Linked DNA regions of Mus musculus: regions 1, 2, 3 and 5 are each linked to region 4. A link is a contact called in public Hi-C and promoter capture Hi-C data. All regions are on one chromosome and are shown on one strand. The core of a region is the stretch at or near the end of the contact, and the rest is flanking DNA. Distances in the headings are between cores, read along the strand shown. Region 1 overlaps Gm30687 (a long non-coding RNA gene). Region 2 has its middle 29 kb from the start of Gm46329. Region 3 has its middle 48 kb from the start of Gm46329. Region 4 holds the start of Sstr1 (somatostatin receptor 1). Region 5 has its middle 80 kb from the start of Gm46329.

Evidence for each region. Promoter capture Hi-C pulls out the DNA fragments that hold promoters and counts their contacts. Hi-C and Micro-C count contacts between places; a contact is called where the count stands out from the background.
Region 1: a promoter capture Hi-C map of embryonic stem cells shows a contact between it and region 4, with 2.3 times the contacts expected there. The contact joins the enhancer-like site here to the promoter of Sstr1 in region 4. A contact is called at or near these places in 7 of 39 promoter capture datasets (the 3T3-L1 cell line, 3T3-L1-derived adipocytes, embryonic stem cells and 3 more), 2 of 484 Hi-C or Micro-C datasets (both in embryonic stem cells) and 4 of 115 datasets of contacts at active chromatin or transcription factors (SST interneurons, embryonic stem cells and forebrain).
Region 2: a promoter capture Hi-C map of liver shows a contact between it and region 4, with 4 times the contacts expected there. The contact joins the enhancer-like site here to the promoter of Sstr1 in region 4. A contact is called at or near these places in 10 of 39 promoter capture datasets (3T3-L1-derived adipocytes, the HPC-7 cell line, HPC-7-derived erythroid cells and 6 more), 2 of 484 Hi-C or Micro-C datasets (both in cortical neurons) and 1 of 9 other capture datasets (liver).
Region 3: a Hi-C map of cerebral cortex shows a contact between it and region 4, with 2.5 times the contacts expected there. The contact joins the enhancer-like site here to the promoter of Sstr1 in region 4. A contact is called at or near these places in 2 of 39 promoter capture datasets (hippocampal neurons and liver), 5 of 484 Hi-C or Micro-C datasets (LSK cells, cerebral cortex, embryonic fibroblasts and 2 more) and 1 of 9 other capture datasets (embryonic stem cells).
Region 5: a promoter capture Hi-C map of liver shows a contact between it and region 4, with 4 times the contacts expected there. The contact joins the enhancer-like site here to the promoter of Sstr1 in region 4. A contact is called at or near these places in 7 of 39 promoter capture datasets (the 3T3-L1 cell line, cranial neural crest, frontonasal cranial neural crest and 3 more), 2 of 115 datasets of contacts at active chromatin or transcription factors (SST interneurons and stem cell-derived neural progenitor cells) and 2 of 9 other capture datasets (liver and pancreatic islet).

What each region holds. Positions count from the first base shown.
Region 1 is chr12:58,473,139-58,476,377 of GRCm38.p6, forward strand. All of the region lies in intron 1 of Gm30687 (a long non-coding RNA gene), which reads left to right. Among named protein-coding and RNA genes, the nearest start is that of Gm40428, 33 kb to the left of the region's middle. Within about 2 kb of position 1,288, at least 6 of the 459 cell types and tissues checked have an H3K27ac peak or open chromatin away from gene starts, as enhancers often do. A contact at or near this core is called in embryonic stem cells, where this site is marked.
Region 2 is chr12:57,920,214-57,923,446 of GRCm38.p6, forward strand. No RefSeq gene overlaps it. Among named protein-coding and RNA genes, the nearest start is that of Gm46329, 29 kb to the right of the region's middle. Within about 2 kb of position 1,473, at least 1 of the 459 cell types and tissues checked has an H3K27ac peak or open chromatin away from gene starts, as enhancers often do. A contact at or near this core is called in liver, where this site is marked.
Region 3 is chr12:57,900,955-57,904,637 of GRCm38.p6, forward strand. No RefSeq gene overlaps it. Among named protein-coding and RNA genes, the nearest start is that of Gm46329, 48 kb to the right of the region's middle. Within about 2 kb of position 2,422, at least 3 of the 459 cell types and tissues checked have an H3K27ac peak or open chromatin away from gene starts, as enhancers often do. A contact at or near this core is called in cerebral cortex, where this site is marked.
Region 4 is chr12:58,210,197-58,213,864 of GRCm38.p6, forward strand. Sstr1 (somatostatin receptor 1) reads left to right here and starts at 1,608. Exons shown (of 2, transcript NM_009216.3): 1 at 1,608-1,685; 2 at 2,050-3,668. The coding sequence starts at 2,397. The coding sequence ends at 3,572.
Region 5 is chr12:57,868,902-57,872,628 of GRCm38.p6, forward strand. No RefSeq gene overlaps it. Among named protein-coding and RNA genes, the nearest start is that of Gm46329, 80 kb to the right of the region's middle. Within about 2 kb of position 2,335, at least 3 of the 459 cell types and tissues checked have an H3K27ac peak or open chromatin away from gene starts, as enhancers often do. A contact at or near this core is called in liver, where this site is marked.

The DNA of each region.
Region 1 (3,239 bases), core at 38-2,537, 260 kb after region 4:
TCTTCCTGAGTCTTTTATTCTATGTGTCAACTACCCAATGCATGTAAATTGCTGTGAGGTTTAACTTGCAGAAAAGAAATATGTCCTTCATATAACATCTAATTCTAAGGAGCTGAAGACACAAAGAGGGTGGGGTAGGAGAGAAACACTTGTGCATTCTTCGGAATAAGGAAGTCCCTGGCTACCATGCTAATAAAGGTTTCGGCCACTGTTTTTGGCACATCTGTTATCTCCCTAAAATAGAGCCTAGTGCCTCTGAATTCCCTAAGATGGAGTTCTGAGATACTAACCCTACCTTCATCATCTCCGGATGCCTGACCTTGAATAAAACTGATTTCTTACTCAGTTACACGGGTCTCCTGAGTGCCATCCTCAGCGCTCAGAGCAGCTGGACCTGAGACTAGTAACCTTTTAAAAGGATACAAAGGTTGATGCAGATTTGAGGGAGTGGCCTCTGGGAGGAATGGTTCTCTGCTTTCTTTGTGTTGAGAGCAGAGTATTGCAAGGTGCTGTTCATCCCACCTTACTTCAGGGTGTGCTGCCTAATCCCCCCCCCCCTTTTTTTTTTTTTTTTTTGCACTTTCAAGCTTTGAGAATGACCTTTCCCCCAAGGTCCTTTGGGGCCTCTGTTCAGGGACTAGAGGGAGGAAACATGACACCAGGGTGAAGGCCCTGAGTAAATGTAAATTCATCCTGTTCATCCTGGGTTCTGCTCCAGCAGATTTCCTGTCATTTAGCAGCACCATGAATTTTAATATGATACTTATTGCAACTCAGTGGCTCACTCTTAATCTACAGTCTTTGGGAAGTATTGATCACAGTCAACAGGTCACAGAAGTATCCCTGCGGCAAGTACCAAATCTTTTTATAAGGAGCATATTCAGTTTTAGTATGACCTATTAGCTAACTCTATTCTGCTTTCTGAAAAGTACCCCTGATTTTGAGTTTCAGCCTTTTCTAGTTCATCCTGACTACTACTAACTTTAAATTAACTGAAAAAACAAAACAAACAAACAAAAAAAAACAAAAAAAACCCAAAACAAACAAAACAAACAAACAAAAAAAAACATTGTCACTTTGTCACTGCCAGTAATGGAACACTTTAAACTTCAATTGATCAAATTTTGTGATGGTTATCAAGGTGATTAGAACTGGAACAAACTAGAAGCCCAGCCTCTGAGAAGGTCTCTGAGGTTATTTCCTGGAAGGGTCACCTGAGGATGAAGACAGTCCTCTGAGAGAATGGATAGCAGCTCCCCACTGTGACCTTGAGAAGAACAGTTCAAGAGAATGTTGCCTTTTGCTGTTTTGCCTCCACCCCTTACTAGAAAGTGCATCTACTCCACTGCTGCTTTTGATGCTGTTGCTGTTACTGTTGCTGTTGCTGTTGCTGTTGCTGTTACTGTTGCTGTTGCTGTTGCTGTTGCTGTTGCTGTTGCTGTTGCTGTTGCTGTTGCTGTTGCTGTTGCTGTTGCCAAAGCAATCATTCACTGACATGGAAAACCAGCCTGTGCTTTCCAAAGCTCACTGAGGACTGGTAGCCCTCGGAGAAGCCTCCCTGCTCTCGGTGCCAGACTGGGAGTGCTGCTGCATCTGGCTTCATGCACTGGGCCTCTGTGCTCTCATCCTCCTCAGTATTCAGACAGCCATTGTTGGACTGTGACTACCCACTGAATACCATATACGCCAATCTCATAAACCCTTTGTAGTATATATTCACTATCTAAGTTCATTTCCTCTAGAGTATCCTGAACAATGCAAGTATATACCCAAGCATTCTATGCCGAGGCCCTCATGGGTTAATTTCTTAAAATATATGCACTAAAGAACTGAGAACAGAACTCAGAACAGCATCATAAAACCAAACTTATGTCTTCAGGGAGATGCAGGCACTAACTAAATAATCACGGAATGAATCTCACATTGTCATTAAAGGGTCATGCTGGAAACACCGTTTTCTGCACCATCGTGTGATTGTTTTATGAATTAGCGATACTGGAACTTAGAGCTACAGGATGAACGAGCGTCCAGCTAGGCAGAGTGCAGCGGGAAAAGTACACTATTTAACAAGCAAAATGTGGAACCTACTGTGTAGACACACACCCTGGGTGAACAGAAAGCTGAAAGAGCATGGATGAGGCAGAATAAGCGGCAGCTTTGTGGTGGGGGATAAGAAGACACTCTGGTTATCCGTCCTATTTTCACATTGTCTCATTGCTGTCTCAGTCTTCATCCTACAGCTCTCCTCAAGGGCAGGATCAAATACGTTCCCTCTGATACTGCACAGTCACTCTCTGCTCCCTCTGATATTGAGCACTCGCTCTCTCTCTCTGCTCCCTCTGATACTGTGCAATCACTCTCTATCTGCCCCTGTTATTTCCTTTTTGCCCCCTACAACTGGTTCTGTACACCATAGCCAGTGACCTTTGTCAAATCCAAAATTCATTATTTTGCCTCTCTCCATAACAACACTGGCTGTCTAGTTTTTACAGAATAAGGCCACATGGAACTGCCTTAGCTAAACCTGATACCCTGGAAGTTTGTGTAGGTGGACTTTGCATTGTACTGACAAAATATCAATGATAAGATATTAAAATTATTAAATTAATTAATTAATATTAAAATGGGGAAAGATTTAATTTGACTAATCGTCTAGAGGATTTCAGGCCACGGCTGGCTGTATTCATTGCTTTTAGGTCTATAGTCAGGCAGTCTATCATTGCAGGAAACAAACAGTAGAACAAAGCTGTTATACGCATGCAGCTAAGAAACAAAGAGACAGGGCTTGGAGATCCAGTGTACCCAAGGGCCTGTCCACAGTGCTATAACTTCCTACCACTAAGCTTCACATCCTAGTGTTATATCACCTCTCAACATTCTACAGGCTGCTATCTAAGTCTTCACACTAAAACTCTAAATGCTCCACAGACAAGGAATATTTTTTTTTCTCCATCTCTTTCAGAGACATATGTTAGAGTTCTTTCTTCATGGACTCAAACAAGCTCTTCAACTTGTAAGTGATGTAGTTTCCTTAAAGATGGCTTCAGTGACCCACTTCCAGTGGTTTGTCCCTTATCTCATTTATATTTTTTAAATGTTATAAATGTATCTTATGCTTTCATTTCCTGATGCTTTGTTGAATTACTGGCTCTATTTTTTCAATCCCTGGATCTACAACTAACTTTCCCTGAAACTTTTTTATCCATGTTACCAAAACTATATATATATATATTTCCATG
Region 2 (3,233 bases), core at 223-2,722, 290 kb before region 4:
TTTTTCTATGATTATGTAGAATATGGCTGAGATAGCTACAGGAGAATGTGCAAGAGAATATCTGTGTATTGTTATAACAACCACATGCACATTGAAGGGACTCTTGCCAGCCCGAGCATGGCAAACATGCTTTCTGCCTTGCTAAAAACTGTTAGATTATATTCCTAAAGCTAGACACAGAGGTCTGTGCCCTTATGTGGCTATGTCCTCTTCCTGAGGCTGACCACCAAGGTCCAGCTATCAAAGTATTGAAGTCCAGCAGTAAAAAGCCCCCTTTGACTCATGTAACTAACATGCCCAGTTAAAATTAACCACTTCATAGTAACATGGGGTTTACCCTTTTACTTTATAAACCATCATTTCCCTATGGGCTACATCTGTTTCCTCTCTATCTAAAAGCAGTCCTTTCTTGTCAATCATCCCCCACCCTCCTTTTGGGGCTGACAAATATGTCTCCCTTCTCCTCTATCTCCTGTCTTGCCCTGCTCTTGTTCCTTCGGGGCAAGTGAATATCCTTTGCACTGAAAACTTGGTTTTGGGGTGTCCTGAGGTGATACCATTCTCTACACATATACTCTCAGTCTATTTGTCTGTTTCATGTACCTCCTCATCTCCTTGGATCAGAAGAATTCCTAAGGCATGTTCTCATACTGTTAGGGGTAAAAGGGTCTAGGGAAGGAACTGACAACGTTACTCCTGATACCCTATTCCACTGGCAGAAACAGTTAGACATGAAATCAGAGTAGAGGTGAAGGATTGGGACAAATAATACAATCTACATAATGTCTTAATAATTTAAAAAAGTTTGGATTATATGTCATTGCAGGTTTCAGGGAAAGCACATTCTTATATTGAAAAGAAATCACCATGCTATTATTCCAGTAATAAGCACATTCCACTCCTTTTATGTCCTCCGGCATTTTTTAAGGTTTGTGTTTGACTTTTGCAGTAATCCCATGAGCTACTATACTCGTATATAGCCAAGGAAACAAAGGCACACAGATATTAGTAGAAATGCTAAGTGTTTTCCAGGAACTCGGGACTCTGGATGTGCATCAATTTGAATGTTGTAGCCAAGACTTATGTGTTGGGGCATGTGGCTACATCAAGATTATTGTCTCTGTACTGGTGTGTTTCATAAATCAGAAGAGGGAACCCTCTAATGGAAAGGCTACTCTCCTAGTCAATTCTCCACCTGGGAGGTTGCTCTGTCAAGTATTGCTCCTCAACATCTATCTTCCCCAAGTTGGAGTGAGAATTGTCATCTTCTCTTTATCTTTCCCTTCTTGTGCATAGAGGGTTTACCCAACATATGCTTTCTTTTACTACACTGGTAGAATTTGGCATAAGCATCTTGGCAGGAGACTTCATGTGCTCTTTACATCTATTAAGTTAATAAGCTAACTGGCCCTAATCACAGGACTCCACAGTTTGTTCCCTGGAACATACTGAATTTCCTTTTTGGAGATAGGAGTGATTTGGCCAACAGGAGCAAGAACCTGAGCCAGGGAAGAATAAAAATAAAAGTAAATAGCTAAGCCATTTGTATTTACTTAGAAAGTAGAGAGAAAACAAAAGCTAATCTCGTCCAACATGAAAAATTATTAGAAGTGGTCTATTAAATAAGAAGTCAAGGTTTCAACGGCATACATTATAGCACGTTCACTTGCATATTTTTGGTGGCCCTGCAATTTTAATGCTTCTAAGACTTAAAAAGTTCTTAATTTCAATTTTTAGAGATGCTGCATCAACTATTTTACTAAATTACTTTTTTCCCACTATTGCCATAAAATCATCTTTGTATACTTGAAGTGTAACTCTCTAACTTTTTTATTTTTATTTTTTAGGCATTTAAAAATTAGGTCTATGTCCAGGAGTTGGAAAAACACTTTCTAATTTGTTCATTAACAGGCAAGTTGCCCAACATGCATTGCTCTTGCCAGGTGCTGAGCTGGCTACTAGAACCACTGAGTAAACAATGCTCAGAGATCTTTGTTTCCTGACAGCACTTTTTGGCTTCTCTTGCAAAATCTGACCTTGATACTCCAGACTGTACGATACAGGCTGTGCCAAAAAAAAGGTGTTCTATGAGGGTGTAATATAGTGTCTAAGAGTGGCTCTTCTTTGTCTTTCCCCCCAATAATGCAGCTATGCTAGTCACAAGGAATATTTAGAAAATATGCATCCTAGTGTTGTACTTGGAAGAAGTAGTTCCTGTCTGGTATTTTTCACATCACAGCTTTAAATGCAACCAAAGGAATTGAATTACATTCTCGTGTTTTGATGGACAGTGGAAATGGTGTCCACTCACTTGTTAATAACCACCAGAGGAAGTCGAAAGTCTGGAACATAAAATTACCAGAGGCAGGGCAGAAGCTGAAAGGCTACCCACAGCCTTGCTTTCCCCTCTCCTCTAGTTTGCTTTGTGAGAACATTAATTAATTTTAATCAAAATTATCTGTTGAGCCCTGTCATAAGCCGTGCTAGGCATTTGAGATAAAGTGGAATAAACTATGATTTCTAACTTCCTGGAAAACCTTTCCTGGCTCGTCAGGACAAAGTGGGAGATGCTTCAAAATGAACAGACAGAAGTGAGAATAAAATGGTTTCAGACTGTGGTCTGTAGTGAAGAGAAGGGAAGCAGCAGATATAGCCACCCACACGGGAGAATTATGGGGCATTTCTGCTCCCAGAGCTTCTTGGTCAGGGTGAGGCTGCCTTCTCATGCTTAGAGAGGAGTCTCCTGGGTCTCTGGAAAGGGTTGCTTTAAAAACGGACGGATGAAGCAATGGTGCACACCTGAGAGAGTCTCCGGGGACCTCAACTTTCTGTTCTGTAGCTTCCAGACAGAAGCTTGGCTTTCCTGCAAGGGGTAATGCATTCGGAGTCACTGTTGAGCTGACAAAAAGCTTTTCTTCAATTTCAGTGACTTATGGTGCAGAGACAATGCTTGCTATGGAAGTTTTCCTGAAGGTTCAATTATTGAATGAAAAATTACTCTTGGAACATGTTATGATTGTAGTTTTAAGTACCGTTTGTACGTGTTCCATCATGAACAAGCATTACAGATACTCCTGTATTGGTCACATAATGACAGGATTAACATGGCTAATTGATTTTTCTCTCTAGGATTTTTAGTATTACAGGTTTAGGTTAATTAGTGTGGTGCTGGGCACACAGGTGTATCTAAAAATATTTTAATGTGTTCTATGACATCTGAAGACCTTGAAGAA
Region 3 (3,683 bases), core at 1,172-3,671, 310 kb before region 4:
TAACCAATTGAAATTAAAAAATATGAGGAATTAGAAATTTGTCGGCTGTCATCCATGGTCTCTCTAATTTGATAATGGGAGGAATAGGTCTAATATTGTACAATTCATATACACTTTCTGCTTATTTGTAAATGACAGGGTCTTGCTGTTTGCCACATAATGGTTGAAATCACGCTCCTCCTATCTCAGCCTCTCTATTAGTAGGATTGTTTATTTGATGTTTTTACACAATACTATGGTTTTCAGAACAGCTTACATATTTCAAAATTACATATACAGCCAAAAGAAACATAGACAATTAATTTGGGAGGTGGCTTGTAAGAGAACAGCAAAGAGTGAGACTGAAGGCTTTGCTTTATATTTATAATTATTGTATAAATTTTGAAGAAGAGGAACTTATAAGTTACTCTTCTTCTGAGATGAATGCTTTTCAAAGTCATCACAGCCAATGAACCATAATCTTACCCTCAACGTCTGTGCCACCCTCCAAGCAGAACCATTGTTCATTGAAACAGTTGATGAATGACTTCATGGATAGACCATCTTAATACACACACCATTTCTTAAATGAATGTAACCTGTTCCCTGCAGGTTGAGAATGACAACAATCAGTCAAGTCAAATAGCTTTGACCGTAGCAGGAAATCTCTATCCAAAAATTGTGCCTACAATTCATTCCTTGGTACAGCAGAACTGTCAACTCTTAGCTTATCTCCTATGGAGGTAAACTGCTTTTGTGATGTGAGGGACATTCAAGTACAGCCTTTTTACAATGAACTCCAATATCCAAAAACTGTTCTTATTTTGTGTTTGTACCACAGTAAGCCAAGATTTTAAGCTATACTAAAAACAAAACAAACAAAAAGACTTTATTTATGTTCACTAAAAAAATAATAGTGATATATTATTTTAAAATATCATACAGTTAATATGTCTGGAGTTATTTAAAATTTATATTGAGAAAAACATATGTATTTTCAGTATTTCTGTAGACAAACATTTACATAAGACTGTTCAATTAATTGTTGTTTTATATCAGACAACTTTTATATACTCATTTTTGTTGTTACAATATTTTATAAATTTAAAGAATATGATAAAATATGAAAAGTATTGCAGGGTTTGAAGGGGTGGGGGCTCTCCGGGAGGAGTTGGGGTACAAAGGGAAAGAAGTCTATTTATTCAATATATATATATATATATATATTGGGGGGGGGTTGAGACAGGGTTTCTCTGTATAGCCCTGGCTGTCCTGGAACTCACTTTGAAGACCAGGATGGCCTCCAACTCAGAAATCTGCCTCTTCCTCTCGAGTGCTGGGATTAAAGGTGTGTGCCACCACACCCTCAAACTATATTTTTAATTGTTAACAAATTCAGATAAATTGAAATTATGTATCTTTTCTCATCACAATGCAATAAAACATAAATCAAAAAAACCAAAAAAAACCTAATGAGTATTAAAATATATTATTAAATAGTTAAGTATTTATATATTTATATTAAGTAAATATTATTAAAAATTAAAAAAAATAGTTGTCTTGGACATGGTGCCCCTTCACAGCTATGAAACCATAAGACACATGCTATCTGTGTTTGTTGCTCTCATGGGAACATGCATGCTATTTTCTATCTTGGCTGCACTGCCTATAGCGCTGTCAACAGTGGACACCATCCCAATTGTTCACTCTCTTTACTATCACTTGCTATTTCCGGCTTTCACCTTCCTTCGCCCCTTTGTTTTAAATAGTAGCTATCTGAAATGGGTATGAGATGGTCTGTTTCTTTTATCTATTTTTTTTTTATTATTTTGTGGTCATGGGATATATTTTGATGGGGTTGCAGGTCCTGGAAGTGAAACAAATAAGAAATAAAGAACTTTTTATTTCTAAAATTTTAATTAGCATAAAAAGTATTTTGTTTCCTTAGAGCATTTTTAAATATAATAGGGAGGATGAATTTTTCCCTTTTGATGATGTTGCTGCTGGTAGATTCCCATGCTTTTATTAATGCTCTCATGTCTATGCATGTATTTGGGGCACTAAATGGATTTAATAGACTATGAAAACAAGAAAACAACATGAACTTGGGAAGGAGGTGTGATGTGGGATAAGAAGGAAACTGAATGAGGGAGATGAGACTACATATAAACCACACTTCATTGTATAAAATTCTCAAAAATAATGAGAAAAAATTGAGAAGGATAAGTGTAAGTTCCTTTTATTACATTTAATTATTTAGGAAAAAAGTAGCACCAGCAGAAACTGAACATCTCTACAATAAGGGATGAATTACTTATGAAACACAAAATCCAAACAGCAAAGGAGTAAAGCCATGAAAACCATGCTGCCTAGCAACCTTTCAAAAGAGTGGGGCAAGCAAGCAAAGAGACTCCTTGGAAATCAGCAAGCTCCGAGGAGAAGCCAGGCCAGTCCCACAGCTTTTCTGAGAGCAGCAGCGAATCCTGAAAGTGCCACTGCCCAGGAAGACTGTGAGGCAGTGGGGACTTGGAATCCATAGACAGGGATTCTAGAAGCTCAGGAAAGAGAAAGACCAGCTGGAAATGTAGAAATGAAGATTCTAGACTGAGGATGGGTAGCCTATGAGCAGTGGTGGTGCACACCTTTAATCCTAGCACTCTGGAGGCAAATCTCTGAGAGTTCATGGACAACCTAGTCTACAGAGTGTGTTCCAGAACAACCAGGGCTACACAGAGAAACTCTGAGTTGAAAAACAAAACAAAACAAAGCCCAAGTCAAAAACAAAACAAAACCTCAGAAAACGAAAAGGCAGTGGCCCTGTCCCATCTGCTAAACCTCTAGACAGGAATGCAGATGTGAAAGCATTGTGATGTTAGCTTGAGACTCATATTTAGACTTCTTGACTATAGGAGTATAGACTAAATTCATGTTGCTTTGAGGCACTAACCTTGTGTATTTACCATGGTAACCATAGAAAACATATAAAGTTATTTTAAATATAATTTCATCTTCACAGTTTACGTTGGATATTGATGTTCAAAATGTATTCTATCTCCATTTAGTGAAGTGACTATCAAAATATTGATCCAATATATGTCTATGTGCTTACTTTGCATAATAAAAGACTTTACAAAATCAAACTCATTATCTGCACAAAATCTAGTGATATATGTTCTGTTTCATTCTGTTATATTTTACTAAAAATCAATTGAATTCATGGCCCATTAAAGAAATGACTTTATAACCCATAAGTAATTTGCTATATGGAATCTGAGTAAATGTTCTAATATGTCTTCTGACTGGCAAACTATACCAGATTGCTAAGATTTTCATTTCATATACTCACTATGCTCACAGTACAAATGTCATTTGATCTGGACAATCAAATGCACTTCTGGTAAGTTTTCTTTTAATGTGAAATTAAAATTTTAAAAATAAAAATATAGTTTTAATTTTTTTCTGTAGTTATTTGTGAAAATCAGACCCCAAACCCCAGCAGAATTCTTCTATCTAAATGATAATTTTATAGCAACTGGGAGTCAGGATTTAAAGCAAAGCTAAGAGTGGGCTGTTGAAGACAGATGCTATGAGAAACATAATTACCGCACTTCCTTAAGGCAAGCAGGTGCTCAGGCAGAGAAGTTCAGAAGGGGCTCTATCAAAGCCATTTCTCAAAGGCCAACATACAGCCTGCTTGTTTGAGG
Region 4 (3,668 bases), core at 358-2,857:
GCACTGAAATCTCATCAAGGGTTGGCTAGGAAAATATTCCTCTCAGAAAAATCTCAGTTTTGTTTTGTTTTTACCCCAATATACATTCCCTGCCTCCTCTATGTATGCTGTATTATTTATTTGCTATTTATTTATTTATTTTTATTTACTTATTTATTTATTTATTTATTGAAACATAACTCCCTCCCCTCCATTTCACATTCCACTTCAGGTAAGGTGGTTTGTTTAGGTAAAGCAATGCATTCCACAGCCCCAGTCCTATCAAATCTCCCCTTCTACTCAAACATTTTTTTCTCATGAATAATTCAGTGTCTGTTGTACGCACTCCGAGGGAGTCTGTGGTCATTGATTGCGATCTGACTGCTCTGCCGTCATGGACAGTACACGTGATTATTTCTCTCCAAGCACTGCTTCGTTTGAGAGACTGGAGCACCCATGTGTAGGCGGTTGCTGAGAGTAAACAACAAGCCATTAAGGTATAAGCGTTTTGCTTTTGATGCGGTGTCCAGATTTGCACATTCTAGATTGTCCGGTATGAACAGCTTCTGTAATTCTAGTTCCCAATGTGCCCCTCTTGGTGGAGATGTGAGAGGGAGACTGAGGAAGATAAGCAGTTGCAAGCAGCAAAGCTCGAGTGAGCACTGGACTGCAGCAGGCCAGTCTTCCTGGCCATGCTTCAGGCTAAGACTTGCAGGGATTTCCTGGAAGGAAACAGCATTCATGAAACGGAATAGGTGATTGAATCCTTTGACAGAAAGTGACTGTAAGGCCAAAGAGTCCCTAAGTTCGGAGTCCTGGGAACTCCAGGGTCCCTTAAATATCAACATCCATTCTTTCTCAAACAAAAGCCTGCAGTTCCTAGACTAGGGATGGGAATTGTAGGTTGAGGAGCTTTGGACCTGGGATCTTAATATCCATATCTTAATGGTTTCGGCACTTGGGACACAGAGGGGTCATACCTCAAGGCCCTAGTTTTCCTTAGGGTTCCATGGAGGAAAGCTTGAATGCCTTGCCACTGATCCCAGGCTTCCATCAGTTGCTCAGCCAGCCACTCATAGATTAAGAGTTGGCACACCTGCCTGTTCAGGCCTTGGCGCTCTCCACTTCCATCCCCCCACCCCGCCAACTCTCCAGGGTACAAAGTACAGCCTGGACGCGCGGGCACAGCTGTTCCAAGCCGCGCAGCCTAATCTTTCCCTAGTGAACACCTACATGGATTTCCAATACGGCGCCAGGCAGGTTCCTGGGGCAGTGCCAGCCTCATCCTGAGCTCTCTGCCCCTCATCCTGATTTCTGCTGTTGATATTCCTAGGGGAGGTGGATGGGGCTCAGAGAACTACATGCTTTGTTAGAGAGTCGCAATGGTTCACTCAGTTCCCCTGAACACTCCCTGCTGCAGAGTGGAGGGCTACGGATGTTGTAACTCAGCATCCCTTAACACACCACTGTGGTCCTTCGTGCTCATACCGCTATTGGCTTAGGTCTAGTTTCCACCGCTTAGTGTTTGCGTGGGCACTTGTGCAGCGGCCAGCCCCAAAGGCAGTTGGACCTTGCAAAGAACGTCAGAGCGCCGCCAGACCTTACAAGCACTTTGCAAGGGCCATCTGGAGACATCATTGACTTGGGGATCTGAAGGCCTGAAATCTCCAGGTACAGGTTTAAAGAACTGGCAAGCAGGAAAGGAGGTAGGTGTTCAGGGTCCTGTCCTGGAGAGTGGCTTAGGGACAGGTGGAGTCGCCCCCATCACCAGAAGAGAGCAGCAGCAGAAAGAAATGAAGAACTCCAGACATAAATGTCTGGGGTTTGCTTCAGTCTTTACTTAGAGTAGGAGTCGGGTGGAAAGGGGCAGAATCTACATTCTTGACTGGCACCTACCCATTTGAAATGTAGAGAAACTCCTCAGGTCTGTCCTAGGAATGCCTGAAGATGCTGTGAGAGAAATCTGAAGCAATCTTTGAGTTGAGCTTAGAGGGGACTAGAAATGGGGGGGAGCGATGACGGTGGGGGAATAAACCACCTATGTGCCCCCCCCCGCCTGCTTTTTCGTAGCTGCTGACGCGATGGTGCCGCTTATTAATCATTCATCAGTCCAGAGCCTTTCCACTTAATGGATGTGCCGCGCTGGGCTCTAGCCTCTTGGCCTCTCCTCTCCACTCTCCAGTGTGCCCAGGACCCCCGGAGCTGCAAGAGAGACAGCGCTCAAGCAAGCTGCCGCTGGGTGATGCTCCCGGCGGCCTCAGTCGGAGCCGCGCTCGCCACAGCTGCTGCGCTCTGCCGGGTGGCGCCAGGCGGCGGTGAGCTGTGAGCTTGGAGCCTTGAGCCTAGGGAGGGCGCAGACAGCAAGGGCGCAAGGTGAGCGCCCCAGCCGGCAGCCGCACCGGCCCACTTCAGCTGGGATGTTCCCCAATGGCACCGCCTCCTCTCCCTCCTCTTCTCCAAGCCCCAGCCCAGGCAGCTGCGGGGAAGGAGCCTGCAGCAGGGGTCCGGGGTCCGGCGCTGCGGACGGCATGGAAGAGCCTGGACGAAACGCTTCCCAGAATGGGACCTTAAGCGAGGGACAGGGTAGCGCCATTCTCATCTCTTTCATCTACTCCGTGGTATGCTTGGTGGGACTGTGTGGGAACTCTATGGTCATCTATGTGATCCTGCGCTACGCCAAGATGAAGACCGCTACCAACATCTACATTCTAAACCTGGCTATTGCTGATGAGCTGCTCATGCTCAGCGTGCCCTTTCTGGTCACTTCCACGCTGTTGCGCCACTGGCCCTTCGGCGCGCTACTTTGCCGCCTGGTGCTCAGCGTGGATGCGGTCAACATGTTCACCAGCATCTACTGTCTGACTGTGCTTAGTGTGGACCGCTATGTGGCTGTGGTGCACCCGATCAAGGCAGCGCGCTACCGTCGGCCCACTGTGGCCAAAGTAGTGAACCTGGGCGTGTGGGTCCTGTCATTACTGGTTATCTTGCCCATCGTGGTCTTCTCACGCACCGCAGCCAACAGCGATGGCACGGTAGCCTGCAACATGCTCATGCCCGAGCCCGCCCAGCGCTGGTTGGTGGGCTTCGTCTTATACACATTTCTCATGGGCTTCCTGCTGCCTGTCGGGGCCATTTGCCTGTGTTATGTGCTCATCATTGCCAAGATGCGCATGGTGGCCCTCAAGGCTGGCTGGCAGCAGCGCAAGCGCTCAGAGCGCAAGATCACTCTAATGGTGATGATGGTGGTGATGGTTTTTGTCATCTGCTGGATGCCTTTCTACGTGGTACAGCTGGTCAACGTGTTCGCCGAGCAAGACGACGCCACCGTGAGCCAGTTGTCTGTCATCCTGGGCTATGCCAACAGCTGTGCCAACCCCATCCTCTACGGCTTCCTGTCGGACAACTTCAAGCGCTCTTTCCAGCGCATCCTGTGCCTCAGCTGGATGGATAACGCTGCGGAGGAACCAGTCGACTACTATGCCACTGCCCTGAAGAGTCGAGCCTACAGCGTGGAGGACTTCCAGCCCGAGAATCTGGAGTCTGGAGGCGTTTTCCGTAATGGCACCTGCGCTTCCAGGATCAGCACGCTTTGAGGCCGGGCACTGCCGGGAGGGGGGGAGTGGTCAGAAAGATGGAGCTGGGAAGCGGGTGGGAGGGAATGGTAACCCGACACCAGGTGCTGAAGTCAT
Region 5 (3,727 bases), core at 1,085-3,584, 340 kb before region 4:
ATAAGAAAAATATTCAATACAGCCCGCTGTTATTGACTAGTCTGTCTCTTCATCTTTTAATCTGATTTATAAAAATAATCAGTCATAGCCTAGATATATTCAGCTGGAAATGCCTTTGAAATTACTTTTATACCACTGCGGGAGATGACACAATCTCCAGGAGAATGTAGGACATCCTAGCAGGAGTATAAAAGCAGAAGAAAGTGGAGCTTTAAAAGCTACCAGCGATAATTTAAGGTTTTGGAAACTTTTGAGAATATGGCTAATGTTAAGGATTTAAGAGTGAGTGTGTGTTTCTCAGGAGACAATAATGTTGACATTTCCGGTGAGAGAAACGGATGCCGGCAGCAGAGAGAGAACCTGGACAGAAGGGATAGCATCCTCTCAGAGGATTAGCTCAGTGATTCTGAAATTTGGTTATCTGAGAATCAGTGGCTGTCGTGTCATTAAGGATGTTTATTTATAGAACATTGTAGGCCTCAGAGATCATAGCTGACTGAGTATGTGGACAATGGGAACTTAGAGCCTACACTGATGAAGAAGAACCCATCTGCTTCCAGCCATATTCTGGTTCTATATTCCATGCTGTGATAGTCTGTTCTCCCCAGACATGTATGATGGTAGTGTATCTTGGTTCATTATACATAATAGTAGCTTAGAAGACACACTTTTTGTCCTTGTTTCATAATGTATAATCACTCTACACAAACACATTTGGTCTATTTATTTAAACAATCATTTTCTATTTTTATGTTTTTCTTTTCACATGTATATATTTGTCCTTCATGTGTATCTGGATGCCCTTGGAGATGACAAGATGAACATTAGATTTCCTGTAACTGAAGTTACAGATAATTATGGGTGCTGGGAACCAAACCTGTGTCATCTTCAAGGGCAGCTAGTGCTTTTAAGCACAGAGCTGTCTCTATAGACTCACATTTGGTTTAAGAGTAAGACCCAGAAGATCATGGGTTTTGCTGTGAGACTGGGTCACTTAGTAACATCAGAAACTACACACATAAGGGCTTACCAACTTGCCTGCCCAAATGTAAGCTGCATGGGGATACCAGTAGAATATGCCAAATTGCATGAAGAAAAACTCACAAGAACTTAATGTTTTGCAACAACTACAGGGAACCAAGTAAAGCTGGGAGCAGGAGAGGTGGTCCTCCCCTGGGGAGCAGGAGAGGTGGTCCTTCCCTGGGGAGCAGGAGAGGTGGTCCTCCCCTGGGGAGCAGGAGAGGGTCCTCCCCTGGGGAGCAGGAGAGATGGTCCTCCCCTGGGGAAAAGCATGGTGATTAGTTGTCCAGCACCAAAAGGTTAGCTCTGAAAACACAGATAAAAGTAACATTATGTACTGACTGGCTTTGTGTGTCAACTTGACATAAGCTGGAGTTATCACAGAGAAATGAACTTCAGTTAGGGAAGTGCCTCCATGAGATCCAGCTGTAAGGCATTTTCTCAATTAGTGATCAAGTGGGGGGAGGGCCCATTGTGGGTGGTGCCATCTCTGGGCTGGTAGTCCTGGGTTCTATAAGAAAGCAAGCTGAACAAGCCAGGGGACAAATCCAGCAAATAACATCCCTCCATGGCCTCTGCATCAGCTCCTGCTTCTTGACCGGTTTGAGTTCCAATCCTGACTTCCTTTGGTGAACATCAATGTGAAAATGTAAGCTGAATAAACCCTTTCCTCCCCAACTTGTTTCTTGGTCATGATGTTTGTGCAGGAATAGAAACCTTGACTAAGACACATTCTATGGACTCAATAAGTTGTATTTGAGAATCTATATGCACGTACAAATAGATGTATGCATTTAATAAAAATTGGAAAAAAGAGACCATGAATTTGAAGGAGAGTGGAGAGGTTATTTAGAAAGATTTGGGGGTGAGGAAAGGGAAGGGAGAGATATTGTAATTAAAATACAATCTCAAAAACAAACAAAGTAAGCAGAAAATATGCAAATTACTTTAAAATTTTGTGAGGAGAATTTGTGTTATGAATTCTATTTTACAGCTAATATAGAAAATAAATTTTTACTAAAATTAAATATTACATGGATAACTTCTTCTTCATAAAAATGATCAATTCCCCAAACAGCTCATTAGTTTCCAAATATTCTTGGCTGTTGGCTTATTTATGAGCTGCAACCAAAGACCCACTTTGTACTACCAAATCCTCAAATACACTAGTTTGTATGATATGCCACCCCTACAATTAACATATTTTCAATAAAATCTAGAGCATGCTTTTGATCAATAATGGGCTGACAGAGAGCAAAGTGCAACTTGTCCATGGAAGTTGCAAAATATATTGACATTAAAAGTGCTAGGTCGATGATGCTGTGTTGTTCTTCTACTCTCCCAGATCCCAGAGATGGCAGACTTCTGTGTTCCTACTGCAGCAATGCTGTCCTCATTGTTCACATCAAAGCAGCAAGTCAGGTCCTTATACAAAAAGGGCACCACCTAACTACCTGCCACATACCGTAAGTCAAGAAGACTGCCTACTCCTACCTCACCCATTTCCAAGTCTCCCTCCCTCCCTTGGCAAGCTTCAGAAGCAATGGGCCTTAGGACTTGGAACTCAGATTAAAGTAATGTCTTCTTAAGTTAAGAATCTGTAAAAAAATCAAATCAAATCAAACACACAGTTCTTTGATTTAAAATTTAAAATGAGGTTTATTTCTTACTCCCCTAACAGGAACACAGTCTTTCATAAACATCCAACAGATAGTTTATATGTGTTCATTGTTAAGAACCACAATGATTTAAACCCATATATTTAAATTAATCAAAATACTGGGAAATCTTGAGTTTGCATTTCTCTTTGATGTGTCACTTTAAAATAATAGATCAAATGGAACATTAAATTATTTTAAGAAAGTATTGTGTCTCCATCCCATCACATTTTATGTTCAGCCAAATTGTTTATTATCTGCCAGCCTATAAATTTGTTTTCTTTCAGGTTGTGATATTTAATAAAAAAAATCTCATTTTAGGAAACTTCCAATACTTAGAAACATAAAAAAGTTAAAATCAGGTATAAAGTCACTACCCAAAACAAGCACCATCACTCCTTTGATATAGTTTTGTTTATTCAGTGACGTATCCATCTTCATGAGGATATGTAGTTTTCTTTATTTTGCCATTATATAGGTTTTTATTTTGGACACTACATGTACATCTTGATTTAAAGAAGCAGTATTTCACAAGCATTTAATTTCAAATTAGCATGTGGAATTAAATTATGTTCTCAAACTACATTTCTATTTGTCTTAGTCTGGGTCATCTGAAGAGCAGAAGCCAAGCTAGGATTAAACATGCAAGATTTTATTAGAAATGTCTGTGTAAGAGAAAATAGGAAGGAAGCCAGACATATTTTGCATGGCAGTCATTTTGCCATTTATCTAAAGCCAAGATTGAGTCGGGCTAAGAGTCTTAGTTGGGTCCTTAGTTGGGAGCAAGTCTTGTGAGGTGTATTTTCCAGGGGAGATGCAATAATAGATTTTATAATGCAGTAACCAGGAAGACCTTTGGTCTGGGTATTTTTCTTATAGTTGAATGTTCTCTGCAATAAGGCTAAATGATAGCTAGACTTATTAGAGATTGTTTTCAGCAACTATTGTGGAGCCATTGTTATTTTCTTAAGTTTTGAAGAATAACATTTCCGGATTACAGATGAAATATTTCTTCACACATTCTGTAATATTTAATGTTTCCTAATAGT